Linked DNA regions of Mus musculus: region 1 is linked to region 2. A link is a contact called in public HiChIP or PLAC-seq data. All regions are on one chromosome and are shown on one strand. Each heading gives the region's core, a stretch centred on a gene start, on an enhancer-like site or on the middle of the called end of the contact. The rest is flanking DNA. Distances are from core to core; before and after follow the strand shown.

The links. HiChIP or PLAC-seq counts read pairs in DNA pulled down with a chosen protein or histone mark.
Region 1: an H3K4me3 HiChIP or PLAC-seq map of embryonic forebrain shows a contact between it and region 2, with 4 times the contacts expected there. The contact joins the promoter of Rarg here to the promoter of Atf1 in region 2. A contact is called at or near these places in 1 of 39 promoter capture datasets (the SN4741 cell line) and 1 of 115 datasets of contacts at active chromatin or transcription factors (embryonic forebrain).

What each region holds. Positions count from the first base shown.
Region 1 is chr15:102,256,262-102,258,961 of GRCm38.p6, forward strand. Rarg (retinoic acid receptor, gamma) reads right to left here and starts at 1,261. Exons shown (of 10, transcript NM_011244.4): 1 at 979-1,261; 2 at 209-278.
Region 2 is chr15:100,226,484-100,229,183 of GRCm38.p6, forward strand. It overlaps Atf1 (activating transcription factor 1), which reads left to right and starts at 1,376. Exons shown (of 7, transcript NM_007497.3): 1 at 1,376-1,599.

The DNA.
Region 1 (2,700 bases), core at 11-2,510, 2.0 Mb after region 2:
CAATGGCTGTGGTCCTCAAACCCTAACTCAGTACCCGAAGAATAACCATAAGGGCAGAAGCCTCAAATTTGAGGAGTAGGATCCCAACTGCCCCGGGTTTAAGCCCTACAAGAGGGAATTATTTGAGCATTTTGTCCTTGAGTTCCCTCCCCGAGACAGACATCCCTGCTGCCCCATCCCCATGACCACCAACTAAGCATATTCTTACCCTCTGGCCTCTGCAGAGAGTCCCTCCTACATACTGGGCCAGGCTGAGGTGAGGGACCTGGTGGAAACTGCTGGAAAGGAAAGAGGCGCTGTCAGTGGCACTCCAGGACAGGGGCTCTCCTGAACCTGTCCGGGCGTTATAACTCTAGCTTTGTTCCACTGGGGCCTCCCCTTGAGAATATTCTAAAAGAGCTCCCCTTCATTGGCTCACTTGTGCAGTAAGGGATAGATCAGAGAGAATCCAGGTTCTGCAGTCCAAACTCCACAGACCACTTTACCCACCTAGACACTTGCTAGAGCTTTCCTAGTCCCCATACAGAGCCCTGCCAATCCACTGGAGAAAGGGTACTTGGACCATCAGATCCACCCTTCAGTATGCCCCCGCCCCACTCCGGTGGAAGAATGCCATCCTTTCCCAGAGGAGGAAAACCCGTCTTCTCTGACATTCCGAGTACAGGAACATTGGTTCGCTTGCCCAAGACTTTCCTAAATGCTCTCCTTCAATACTCACCAAAATCAAGGGCAGACAACCCGGCCCATCCTCAGTCTGTCTAAAAAAAAATCTCCCCTTTCTCTTCCCGGGTCACGACTGACCCCAACTTGGGGCAGGAAGCCTCCGCATAAGCTCGGCTAACAGCTTGGCCACCCCCGGAGGGAAAGGACCCCAAGGCTCCCGACGCCCCCGCCCCTGGCTCATTTCAGCAGAGGAGCCCCGGCGTCCGCGGCCGGAGGGCGGCCAGGCGGGCGAGCCGGCTTCCCCGCCTGACTCACCTGGAGGGGAGGGCGGGGGAAGGAAGGCCGCAGAGCCCCGAGGTCCCGGCGTCGGGCGGTCTCGGGGATGGAGCACCGCGGTGTTAGTGACTCGCGGTAATGGGGGGCTTCAGGGGGGCACGGCTCTAGGCTGGGACAATCCCGGGGCCTCTCGGAGCCCGCCCGCCCACGTGACCGCCCCAAAATATCCGACACATTTTCTCCCAAACCGCACACTGACTCCGCAGGCGGGGACACGGAAAATATTTTCTTTCTTTTTCTCCCTCCCTACCCCCCCCACCTCCCTCCCTGCCTGGCTCCCTCCTCCTCCTCCCGCCCTCGCTCCTCCCTCCCCTGCCGCCTGCCCCTGCCCGGCTCCCTCCTCGGTGCCCTGGGGCTGGGGGGGGTGGTGGCTGGGGGGGGGGAGGACTGGGCGGGGCGGCCCAGGACGCCTGGGTCTCTGCCCCTCCCATTTGCTAGGCTTCCGTGGCTCCATCCCCGGGAGGCCGGGCAGAGCTGGCAGAGGTCAGTGTCCTGGGCTCCATGATGCCAACCCTTTCTCTCTGGCGCTATCCCCCTTCCAGCCATTTGGGGAGACTGAGTTGTCTTTAGCCACGCTGTATTCTGCCAGGCCGGTCTCTGGTACCTCCCAGGGTAGGCAGTGAGAGACTTGGACACTGCCAAGACGTGGAGTGATGGGGCAGGAGTATACCAGAGGAGAAGGCACTGTCCCCTTTTCTTAGTTAACCTCCACCTGCAGGTCAAAGCAGTATCCCTTCCTCTGGCCTTCTCTGTCCTATGGCCTAGGAGCAAACTGGTTTAACTAGTGGGGGTTACGATGAAGGTGCTACGAATTGGGTTCACAGGCTTCCTCCCTCTCATTCTGCCTGAAGTTGACTCCAGGAGTTAAAGCGCGTGGGTCTCTCGCTGCCAATATCGTCCCCACCTTTAGACTTGGATTTAGAGGGGGAGAGGCTGGCTGGGAGGAGGGCTGAAAGAACTTTAGGGAGGAGGGGGGATGGGAGGAGCCTTGCGCTGGGTGTGAGGGAGAAAGCCCAGGCGAGGGTGTGTGTCTGGCTCAGCCAGCGAGGCCTGCCTGGCTGCCTGGTAGATGCGCCACGAATGTTGTTGACGCTGGGTCTCTAGAAGCCCAAAGTCTGTGTCTAATAGGGATATTCTCTGTCTCCAAACAAACCGAGGCTGAAAGGCTCTCGAACCTAGAGAGGGAAGCCAATAGTTTGACTTTATACCACAGAGCACAGAGCCAGAGAAAAGTGAAGTCCTATGCACTCTCACAGGGATGGTCACGACTCCAGAAGAGGAGAAAGCTCATTGGACGGGCTGGGCCAGGCACTAGCCCAAAGGACCATCCTCAGCAACGCTCCCAGAGTGGCCAGCACCTGGGGAATGGGCCCCTGAATCACATCACATTTTCCACTTTGGAATTACTCAGCTCTGGTCTTGCTGTCACCCTAGGGGCCAGGCATCCCCCTCCTGGGAAAGGCTTTTCTGGGTAGCCATTATCAGCTAAAGGAGAAGGGGAAAGAGAGGCTTGCTGTGGCAATCCCAAGAGACCAGAGACGTTGTGGGGGAGGAAGGGGGGGAGCACAGACGAAACTCTGCCTTTCGCTCCAGGGCTGGGAATAGGTACTCCAGGGTCCCGTCCCCAGGTGGCCTGACTGCTGTTGACTTTGCCGGTTACCCTGGGAGCAGCTCTTAGCAGTGTGGGAGGGGTGTGTGTCC
Region 2 (2,700 bases), core at 126-2,625:
TTAAGAGCACTGACTGCTCTTCCAGAGGTCCTGAGTTCAATTCCCAGCAACCACATGATGGCTCTGTAATGGGATATGATGCTCTCTTCTGGTGTGTCTGAAGACAGCTACATAAAAAATAAATATAGGCCGGGCGTGGTGGCACACGCCTTTAATGCCAGCACTTGGGAGGCAGAGGCAGGCGGATTTCTGAGTTGAAGGCCAGCCTGGTCTACAAAGTGAGTTCCAGGACAGCCAGGGCTATACAGAGAAACCCTGTCTTGAAAAACCAAATATATATTTATATGTGTGTACACACACACACACACACACACACACACACATATATATATCTTTAAAAGAAAAAATAAAGGTTTGGAGGGAGGAAAAGAGAGAAATGATAATATAATCTCAAAAAAAGGACCCCTTTTAAAAACACTATGGGTGATGGAATGACTGCTGCTGGCCTGTTGTTCAGGCCAGGCTGGTATCTGCAAGCTTTCCCCCGACCTTACTTTGTAGGTCACTTTCCATAATGTTGAGACTCTGACTTAGTGTTGTACTTTCCATAGTTTTTTAAGACAGGCTTTCTTTGTATAGCCTTGCCGGGCCTGGAACTTTCTATGAAGATAAGAGATAGCACTGTGCCTGCCAACCCAAAGTGCTGGGGTCAGAGGCACAGCTGACCACGCCTGGCAATTTCCATAAATTTGATAGCGACTCCAGAGAGGTTGGGTAACTAGCCTAATCAGTCAAAACCCGAGTACTTCTATTTAAAGGTAGTCATCGGCCTTAGCTTTATTGGGCAATATTTGCTGAATCACGGTGCCTGGAGTCTAATAAGCCCTTCTAAACGCTTCAGTTTTACATCACATCGTATGTTCTGAAGGCTCAAAACCAAAGTCTTCACTCACCCAGTTATTAGGAGGGAAGGTGTCAAATACAACTTCTCAAAACATTTGATAATGCACTTTGTAGAGGGCATGCTAAAAACAAGCAAGCGAGCGAGCAAACCGCTATGATGCCCTAGCAGAACCTTGCCAAGGCTGAGATAAAGGCATCTGTATGAAGGTCAACTCCCCACAAGGACATGCTAAGTCCTTTCCGAAGCACTAAGATGGCAGCGCAAGGTTTTACAGTTACTTAAACAGAGCAGGTAGCCGAGGGTCAGCTGTCCCGCCCGCGAGAGAGGGAGGTCAGGACCCCGCGCCATTGCCCCAAGATCCCCGGAGCTCCCCCAGCGTCCCCGTGGCGGCCCGCGCGCTCCCGAGCTCGCCAAGATGGCGGCGCTCACGTGACCACGCGGTGACGCAGCACGCCGGCGCGCAGGCCACGCCCCTCCCCACGCTCCCGCGCACTCCTCGGCCGCCCCCCCCCCCCCCCCCAGCCCCGGCCCCCGGCCTGTGCGGATCATGCCGCCTGCGACGCCCCTCGCGGCCGGGAAACGGTAGCCGCGACGGTTGGCTCTCGAGTTACGCTCTCCTCCCGCACCCCGCCGACCCCTGGGACGCGCGCCACCTCGCTGCGGTGCGCGGCTGGCAAGTGAGGAGTAAAGTCGGCGCCGCCTGGGACGGGGGAGTGGAGCTTCCTGCCCCGGGCAGCGGCCAGGCGGCCCCGCGGGTGAGTGGGGCGCGGCGGAGCGCGAGGCGGCCCGGGCGGGAAGGCGGCGCCGGCGGGGACGCAATGGCGGCCACGCGCCGGCCGGGGGTCGCGCGCGGCTCGGCGGGCGGTGGGGGAGGGGCGCGGTGGGGGTGGGGCCGGCCGCGCGCTTCCGGTCGCGCGCGTCCCGAGCGCCCGGGCGTTAGGCTCCCCTCGCCTCCGCGGGGCGCGTTGGGAGAGGCGCCCCGGGCCTCCCGCGCTCCTTGGCTCGGCCCGCGCCGCATGGAGGCGGGAAGAAAAGCCGAGCGGCGGCCTCCGGCAGGCTGCAGACGCCGCGGCCTTGGGCTCCCGCCTCCATGACTGGGAAAACCGAGGCAACCCGCCCTGTGGCGGGGCACGGCGTTCCTCTCCTTCCGGGAGTCTCGCCGCTGGCCGCCTAAGTTATGATAGAAACTTAAAAGAGTCTCGGTAGCCGCCTTTTCTTTTTGAGACGGGATTTGTTGCGAAGAGTTCATGGTGCAGGACTTCCAGACGCGGTCGCCGGGTCCGGTTTATTATAGCGTTTTTAGTTTTGCCTGAGACAGGGCTTACCAAACTGGCCTTAAATAAATTTATATATACATACACACACACATACATACATACATACATACATACATAGTCCAGGTTGGCTTCGAACACGGCTTATGTTAGGATTTTTTGTTTGTTTTTTTGTTTTTCTTATATGAGTACACTGTAGCTGTCTTCAGACACTCCAGAAGAGGGAGTCAGATCTCATTACAGATGGTTGTGAGCCACCATGTGGTTGCTGGGAATTGAACTCAGACCTCTGGAAGAGCAGTCAGTGCTCTTAACTGTTGAGCCATTTCTCCAGACCTTCAACATCTTTTTCAAGGAAGGAAGCTAAGACGCCTTTTCCTCACTCACCAGCTGAGAAGTCTCTGTACTTGATATTTATTGATATTTACTGTTCACTCGTGACAGTCTGCTGGTCACTGAGCACACTTTACTGCAGACAGGCACTGCCTTTAGAGAGCTTAAAGCTGGGAGAAACAGGCAGGCTAGTAAACATAGCTGTTAAGTAATTCAGAGATAACGAGCCAGGCAAGACAAATGTATTAA